2 separate regions of the Mus musculus genome follow, and region 2 is linked to region 1. Evidence: chromatin contacts called from public Hi-C data. All regions are on one chromosome and are shown on one strand. Each heading gives the region's core, a stretch centred on a gene start, on an enhancer-like site or on the middle of the called end of the contact. The rest is flanking DNA. Distances are from core to core; before and after follow the strand shown.

Region 1 (4,726 bases), core at 778-3,277:
CTTTGCCCAGTCATTTCTGAGGCCAGAGATGAACTTTAAGACTTTCAAGGAGCTACTCCTAATCCAGGGCAGCCCAATCCTGCCCTCTGTTATCCCTGGAGAAGATCTGCCGCAAAGTGGGGCAGCTGGCTGACCCTGAGAGCAGCAAAGCATTTCTAATTCTGACAGACTATAACCGGACAGAGGAACATCATATATACCACACACTCCCAGAGACTGCTGGACTTTTGCTATACATAACAGAACCCCAGTACTATAAAACAATCTATCATTAAATCAAAGGAGTTAGCAGAAGACAGCAACAGGAAAAATGCAAATACTCTTCTCCTCACTAAACTAATAGAGGCAAACGTTTGCCTTATGTAAGAGACATGTTCCCTGCAAAGGCTCTGTCAAGAAGCATTAAGCTACAAGAATATATTCTAAACTCCCCAGTGTAGCAAGGAATCAACTACCAAAATCTGCCCAAGGGTTCCTATCAGCTAGGTCACCTTGGGAAAGAAGCATAAAATTTCCACTCTCGGCCTGGCTGGGTGTGGTGGCTCGAGCTAGTTATGGCTGCACTTGGGAGGTAGAGGAAGGACCCCAAGTTCAAGACCACCATGTGACAGACACATAGGGCGTTCAGAGCCAGGCTGTGTTAGATGAAGAGATCCTGTTATAAATAATCCAAGGGCTCAGTGTTACCCAATATGCACAGCGGTGGAGGATTTGCCTAGAACGAACAAAGCTCTGGTTCAATCCCATTACTGCAAAACTTCAAAAGAGAAGATGGTCATACTCTACTCCCTGAGTGTATAACCATCTAGTTCAAGGCGCCTTTGCTTTGCTCCCACCCTTGGAAGGACCCACCCTGGAAAAGCTCAGTGGACTTCTCCAACACCTTCAGGAAATGCTGAAGCTGTAGAGGACCAAAATAAAGCACCAGCAAGACGAATTCAAGAGCTTGGTGACATACTAACACCGGAGGAACAGCTGCGCTCATAAATCCCCAGTCATCACAAGCATGCGTCCCTCAAACTGGTTTCGGGCAGACATGAAAGGAGAAGTAGAACGCGCCTTGGCACTAAAAGGAGTTCCAGTTCTTCAACATAGACAACTGGGCATCTCTGCGTTCTCCACGCGAAGGTTTTGGCTTAGGTCCGAAGACTGTTGTATTCTTTCAAAGTTCCAAAGGTCAGGCCGGTAACCACCCATGCAGATTTGTCAGACCCGTGTACCTTGGGCTCCAAGCTCCTTCACCTCCCTCTCCTCAAAGTGTGTGGCCCAAACTCAATCCAAACAAAGTGCTTGGCCAATAAGTAATTTTCTGGCTTGGCCTCTCTTCCTACCCTCTCTCAGCCTTCTTGATAAACACTAGGGACTCTCCTGTACTTTAGATGCTTGCTTCGCTACTGCTGTTGCTGTTAGGTGTTGGGTTATCTCCACATTTCTCCACCCCAACAGACTTCTACTTCCTCATTATGTTTCAATGAGCCTTTCTCCTAGGATGACTCAATACAGGTAGATCCCCCAAGACTGTAGAAATGGCACAGCAACATTTTGCTTCCCTTTCTGACTCTAAGACACCTCCCCAGGATAAGCGCGTGCTTGGCCCTTTTCTCCAGCAGAGGCCGGTCGGATGGGCTACAACCCGGGGTGCTCTAAGTGCCCACTTCTTTACAGCGCCCCGCCCCCTTGCCGCAGTTCCACCTGTTGCAAAGTCCCGCCTCCATACAAACTATGATAGGCCAGCCTTCAGATACCGCTCTCCCATTGGACAGGTGATCCGTCCCTCCTACGCCACGTCCCCGGCTCTGGCGAAAGAGGCCCAGGCCGCAGCCCTTTTCCCTAAAGAAATCTGAGAATTGGGGGTTCTACCTGGAAGGGGTTTACGTCCACTGGGTCCGCGAAGGGGTTAGTGTCGAAGGCCGACATGGTGATCGAGGGCCAGCGGGTGATCTCCGCGAGCGCTACTGCCTTTGGTCACTCAGACCCAGCGGCACACAGTGTAAACCCTCCACTTCCGGGAGCAAGGCAGCCGTTCTGGCGCAGGCGTAGCGCCCTCTGTGGGGGCGTGGCCCTGGACGTCACAAAGGTCCGTTCCGCCCCTGCCCAGCCTATTAGAAAGCGAAGGTTATTCATTCTGTCTCCATCCACTTTCTTTTTATCTCCAGAGATGCTGAGGATAGAATCCAGGGTCTCACGAATAATAGACATAGGTGTAGCCTTGAGCTACATACCCAAACCTTCTATCCACTTAGTCCTCCGGTGCAGAATCTCTTCTGATGTCTTCCTTCCTATGTGTATTTATTTTGAGCTTCCAAATAAAGGACTGGCAGGAAAGGATCATGCATTCATTCCTAGAGGGCAAAATTGAGGCGTTCGAGCAAGTCCCGGACCAAAAGGACAGGGGAGACATGTCAAACAGGAGTTATCTGAACAACTGTGCTCCAGGATAAAGCTGGAAGACCTTGCATCAACCCCTGCCCTAGATAAGCAGGATTTCTTTTAGGCTCCACCCTCCTGTGATTTCATAGATATCCTAGAGGTGGTAGTTAATTCACTCACAAACTCACAAACTTATTTATCCATGTCTTTCGGGCCGCTGTGAAATCTAGCTTGAATCGTTTCTTACCCTGGAATAGAACAGCGCTACTGATTGGTCTATTCTTGTGTTGCAACCAGATGGGTTTTTTGATTTTTGTGGTTTTGGTTTGTTTGTTTTGTTTTTATTTGGGGGGTTGTTTGTTTGTTTTGTTTTGTTTGCTTTTGGTTGTTTGGTTATTGTTTTTCCAGGGTTTTTGGCAGGTTGGTTTGCTTTTCTTGGTTTTGTTGCCTTTTTATTGTTTGTAGGTTTGAGGAATCTCTCATCCTAGAGTCTGATTGATACTCTTCTCACCAGCTAAGAAAAAAAAAATTCCAGCATAATTACCATTTACTGTTAAAGGCTGTTGACATAAAGTTAATATTCCTTTACTATGTGTATATTTTATGTTAGAGTAAAATGAATCAGGCTTAAAGCTTGAATGTTCATGTCCTTTTCCAAGATATTTCCTAAGAATCTCAAACAAAACTATTTACAATGAAGACATCATCTTTCTACATCCTGGGGAGTTTATCAACAGTAATCTGACAGGTCCACTTCAGAACTACCCAGTGATCTCGTTTAAGCTTTTTTTTTTTTTTTTTTTTTTTTTAATAGTCATGGTGGTAGTAGTAGTCATTCTTGTAGTGGTAGTAGTGATGCTGTGTGCACATGAGGGGTGGATGGGAGCGCATGTGTTAGGGGCTAATGTGGAGTTGGTTCTCTCCTCCCACATTTATGTGATTTTCAGGGACTGAACTCAGGTCACCAGGCACAGCAGCAAGCACCCTCACCCCTAAACCATTCTGCTGTGTGAAGTCCACTTGTTTAGTTTGCCCTCAGAGTCTTTTTGAATGTGTAGTCCCCATCTCTTCTCACCCCTTCTTTTGCCTACACTTCTTCATTCTACTCTTTAGTGGCTTTTCAGTTCCTGGAACTTCCCTATTCTCTCTTGTCTCATGGCCTTTGTACATGCTGTCTCTTCTAACTAGTACCAATGTACAATGAGAATAGTAAAGACAAAAAAAAAGCCTTTTTGACATGTAAAAATTGCTTAGCCAGGAATCCCAATACACCCAAAGCAGATATCCACTCAATAACCAGAACCCAGTGCGATATCACCCACTCAAGATAACTAGACGCAGTCCTAGAACTCCATGACACTCAATGGACAGAATGTGAGTGGAGACCAAGAGCCAGACTCTGCTCTCCACATCTGGAGAGAATTCGTCTTCATCTGCCCTGCAGCTGGAGACTCTCCCTCAGGACCCTGACCCTCAAATCAGAGACTTCTGTCAGAGACTGGTTCTGCCCTTCAGCTAAGTAAGATACACCACACAGGTGAGCAGCCTTGGGAAGTAAAACACGTTGCCACTGAACAATTTCCCTTACCCTTCTCCCCATGTATGTTCTAGTTATTCATTTATGCTGGGCTCAGGACCACCAGAAAACATCCTAAAGTTGAGAGAATGAAAAAGGGACTCAAATGCGTGTTGTCCTCTGTCCCTGAGCCCTCCAGATACCGTCCAAGGGCAGAACGCTTAGCTGTCTGTATCCTGAGAGGAGACTGGTCTGTAGAGTGTGGTTCTCTCACTTCCCCATCTACAGTGCCAAGGCTCAGCAGCATGCTGAGTTGGTGAAGAAGCAATGAAACTTGGTAATAACCAATATGGAGACTGCCCCCACAAATTCCAAGGAGCTTTGGGCTAAGAAAGGGAGACATATGTTTTTCAATATTGCTACCAGACTCCGGTCCATTTGCTTGTCAATTAAAAGCCAATATTTGTGGGGTTGGAGTGATGACTTAGTTGCTGCGAGCACGGGGCTACTGATCCAGAAGATATTGATTTCATTCCCAGCACCACAGGACAGCTGTCAATCATCTGTGACTCCAGTACTAGGGAATGATCCAATGTCCTCTTCTGGCTTTCTCTGGCACACATGTGGTTCACAGACATACATGCAAACAAAACACCCATACATAGGAGGGAGGATCAGAAGTTCAAGATCGTATTCAGCTACATATGGAGTTTAAGGCCAATCCGGGCTACATGAGACTCTGTCTCACAGAGATAGATAGATAGATAGATAGATAGATAGATAGATAGATAGATAGATAGATAGATAGGTAGGTAGGTAGATAGATAGATAGATAGATAG
Region 2 (4,227 bases), core at 591-3,090, 410 kb before region 1:
GACCCAGCTGAGAAGTGACTCTGGGTTCCTGTGGTGGCCGGTGTGGATTGCCAACCTGACACCATCTAGAACCATCTGAGAGATGGGCCTCTAGGCATGCCTATGGAGAATGGAAATGAGATTAATTAATGAGGAAAGACTATGTTAATTAGAGGTGAGACCACGCCCTGGTCAGGGGAGCCTAGGTGATAAGTGGAGAGAGGACTCTGGGACAGTATCTGATCACCGCTCTTTGCCTCTTGAGTGTGTTACTCAATGCCACCAACTGATCCAGGCTCCCGCTACCCTTTGAATTCTTGGTCACAATGAACGTTAATCCTTAAACTTTGAGCCGGAGTAAACTTTATCTCCCTAAAATTGCTTTTGTCAGAATATTTCTTCACAGCAACAGAAAAAGAAATGAAGACTAGATAGAGCCCTAGTCATGCAGGATGCAGAGTGAGTCAGGGCTCCTGAGGCAGCTGGGAGACAGAGACACTCAGAGCCAGGGGCAAAGGTCCTAAAACTATCTGGCCTATCCCAAGAGGCCAATGTGCACAGTGAAAAGGTCTCACATCTGCTAAGAAGCAGAGGTGACATGGAGGTGAGAAAACCTCAAGGTTTTGAAATGTCCCACCCCACCCCCGACACCTTCACCTTGATGGGAACCCTCTAGATTCTGCCCACCCCTGCTTTCTTGGGGGAGGGGGCTGTGTGTAGGCGGGAACAGGCAGTCAGGAGCCCTGGCTTCTAGGCCTGGCTCTAAAGATCAGGTAATTCTGGGCATGAGACTGGTTCTCCAGGGCATCCTCTCCCTGTCTGTCTAATGGCGGACTGTAGAATCTACACCATGACTCTGCCTCCAAGGGCTACTGGGAAATGACACGGTAAGACGGGGCTTTGTTAATAGAATTCTGGCGCCGGCCATAGGAAGAACCATCCCAGGATCTCAGTGTCTTCCTCTTGGCGTCCCCTAAAGCTGTCCCGGGGAGAGGAAGGTGATTGTGGCTTCTGCCGGCCCACTTCCTGCAGCAGGGAGCATGGGGGAACTCACACTTCTGCTGTGTCACCTGCTCACTCATTTTTGCCACAGGAAAGCTCTCTCAAGAGTGAACCTCTAAGCCCTATAGGTCAAACTTGATGTGCTCCTTACAGTACCCAGCAACCATGACCAGAGCTGGAGGAGGGCTCCAGGCTGGGAATCAGGACATGGAGCCCTGGTCCCACATCTAAAACAAAGGACTTACCCTCACTGGGCCTATGAGAACAGGCCTCCCTTTTCCCTGCAGTGCCCAGAAGATGGAAAGTCCAAGAATTTCAAGGCAGGAAGACATAGGACTTCTTACCGAAAAGTGTGGAAGCCCTAAAATAGGGAGACACTCCTAAGTGCAGCATGAAATATGAATGGCTGGACAGAGATGCCGCTCTACCCAGAGGAGTCTGTATGTAGGATGGAGCCAACTGCCATCGCTGGTCTCATACCTCTCCTGAATCCTTCTTAATCATCCCCACGTAACCCCAGTGGCTCCTACTCTCTGCCACATGCTGCAGGCTCTCTCGCAAGCTCTCGGCTTTGCCCAAAGCTTCCATTGCCTGGAGACCTGCAGTTTGCCTAAGTCCCCACGAGAACCAAGTGGCTAGGTCACCATTATCTGGAAGCCCAGGAACCAGTGGGCTCAGTTTGTTTGGGTGGGCAGAACAGGAGGCAGACCTCAGCAGGCCGAAGAGAGGAGTGCTGACTCAGGGTCCCCAGGGCCAGGACACAGAGGAGCCGGCCAGTGGCTTGGGCAGATTGTGCAGACAGTCTGGATTGCGGAGGAGCTGGCGGGCGCGGGCCCGGCTTGGCGCGGGTGGCTGTGGGGGAGGCTGGAACTGCAGACTATTTTTAGGCTCCTGTTCGATTTGAGAGACAAGGATGCTCCAGGCTATAAGGCTTTGTTCACTGGGGAAAGACTAAGGTGGCCCATTCCCCTGTAAGTCACCATCACCCCACCAGGACCTCAAGGCCTTCAGAGTTTCCTCTTTTGCCCCTAGGGACCGGTGTTGGGGGACAGAAAGTGGACTGGACACATCTCCATCAACCCCCTATGCAAACATTGTGTGGAGAGGTGATTTCCATACCATTTGCAAGCTGCCCGGCTTCCTGAGCAGAAGGAATTGAAAGTCCCCTCTTAGAAAACTCTCAAGGGAGCAGGGCATTCACCCAGGCATCCAGGTCCCCCTTGAGCTGCCCTTCTGAGTGGCAGAAGAGCTACAAGCTAAAAAGCACCGATGGGGGCAGCAACCCAGTGGTGGAAGATCCACATGGGCTCCGAACAACAACTATGTTCCACTGGGTGAACTGGTCTCTCCCTGCAGAACATGGGCTCCCTCATTCCATCTGTGACCATCTTACTGAACACCTACTATATGTCCCACACTGTTCTAACTGCTGGAGATTCATTTGGGAACAAGACAAAATTCTCCACGCTCTGTGCTGGCCAGTAGAAATGTGATATTGAGCTACAGAGATAATTATAAATTTTCTAGTAAGCCACATTAGGAAAAAGGTTTTGTTTTGTCTTGTTTTGTTTTGTCTTGTTTTGTTTTGTTTTTTAAATGGGTGAAATTAGCTGGGTGCAGAGACATAGATTTGTAATCCCAGCAGCCTGCAGCAGCAACAGAAGGAGCCTCTGTGAGTTCAAGGTCTATGTGGGGTGTGTTTCAGACCTATCAAAGTTACACAGTGCAACTCTGTCTCAAAAATAAAATAAAACAAATAGATTGTGAGGGACGGGGGAGGCTGGAGAGGTGGCTCAGAATTTAAGAGCACTCACTGTTTTCTTATAGGACGTGGGTCCTCACCCGGTACCCATATCAGGCAGTTCACAACTACCCGTAACTCCAGCTCCTGGAGATCCAACACCCTCTGGCTTCCAGGGCACCGGAACACAAGGAGCACATGAAGTCACGAAGGTGTATACATGTATCCATAACAAAAAAAAAAATGGATTTTAAAAATAGCCGGGTGTAGTGGCACATGCCTTTAATCTTAGCACTTGGGAGGCAGAGGTAAGCAGTCTCTGTTTGAGGCCAGAGTGGTACATATGGTGAGTTCCAGGCCAGGGCTACACAGTCAGACACACCTCAAATAAAACAAAATAGTAACAACAACAACAAACCAAATCTGTCATTGCAATGTGTTGTCCACATAGCAATTTAAGATAAATGCCTGTCCCGTATTTAGATTTTTTTGAAGTCCAGTGTGTCTTTTACCATTCCTAGACATCTTAAATCAGGTAAGTCACATTTGGAGGGCACAGTGACCCCAGAAGGGTACAGTTGTAGAGGAAAACACTCATTTGAGTCAGGAGAAAGAAATACCACAGTTGATAAATGACATCTGTAGCTGCAGGAGCAATAGCTAGGTCAAGTAACAGGCCTGTGTCTGTCCAAGGTGATGCAGGCCCAACCTTAAAGATGGTCCCTTCTCTGTGCCTCTCTAAGACCATTTACTCTGCTTAACCTGGAGCAACTGCCTGTCTAAGTGCAGAACCCTTGTCAGGGTCAAGGCCAGCGGTTCTGGCACCAACTGCCTCCGGGATGTGGTCCTGTGTCATTCCCTTTGTGGGGCTGGCTCACTGCCACTGGTGACCCTGACAATATGTTTATTTTCTCCCCAAAGTTTCTTTCTCCCTAGCTAACCAATACCAACACGAAAGAACTTCCTGAGGCTGATTTAGCTGTTTCAGATTGCTTTCCACAAGCCCACACCCACAGACCTCCTGTCTGGCACCCTCACCGGGATCACCCACCCTAGCTGGGATGGCTCCATTTTCTTCTTCGGCTAGATAATGGCAGACTAAAATTAGGCTTCGGAAGGAGTTCTGAACACCAAAGGAGGAGTGTGGTGTTTTGGTTGAAGCAGGTAAGGATCAGGTATGAGAACTAACTAGACCTCAGGCTGCACCCATCTTATCATCCCCACTACCATTCCCCACCCCTGCCGTGTGTCCTGCCATGACTCCTTAGCACCTGCAGGTTAAAGATCTGGGGCCTTGGCACGTGATGATGAAGTTGTCGTCCAGTCTCACTTCCTGACATTCCTTCCTTTCATCAAAGTGTTCGGAGCACCTCCTGGGGACTGGGCACTGGCCCAGGTGTTGGGGATTTAGCTGTGAGCAGCGCTGGCGAGGTTTCCTGTCTTTGTGGAGTTTGCTGTACTTCAGCCAGGCCCACAGGCCCACATACCCTGCCCCTTCCTTGGCA

Evidence for each region. A called contact is a pair of places that touch in the nucleus more often than the background predicts.
Region 2: a Hi-C map of B cells shows a contact between it and region 1, with 21 read pairs. The contact joins the enhancer-like site here to the promoter of Scamp2 in region 1. A contact is called at or near these places in 1 of 484 Hi-C or Micro-C datasets (B cells) and 1 of 115 datasets of contacts at active chromatin or transcription factors (pancreatic cancer cells).

The regions. Positions count from the first base shown.
Region 1 is chr9:57,558,245-57,562,970 of GRCm38.p6, reverse strand. Scamp2 (secretory carrier membrane protein 2) reads right to left here and starts at 2,027. Exons shown (of 9, transcript NM_022813.3): 1 at 1,861-2,027. The coding sequence starts at 1,917.
Region 2 is chr9:57,965,339-57,969,565 of GRCm38.p6, reverse strand. No RefSeq gene overlaps it. Among named protein-coding and RNA genes, the nearest start is that of Sema7a, 27 kb to the right of the region's middle. Within about 2 kb of position 1,840, at least 95 of the 459 cell types and tissues checked have an H3K27ac peak or open chromatin away from gene starts, as enhancers often do. A contact at or near this core is called in B cells, where this site is marked.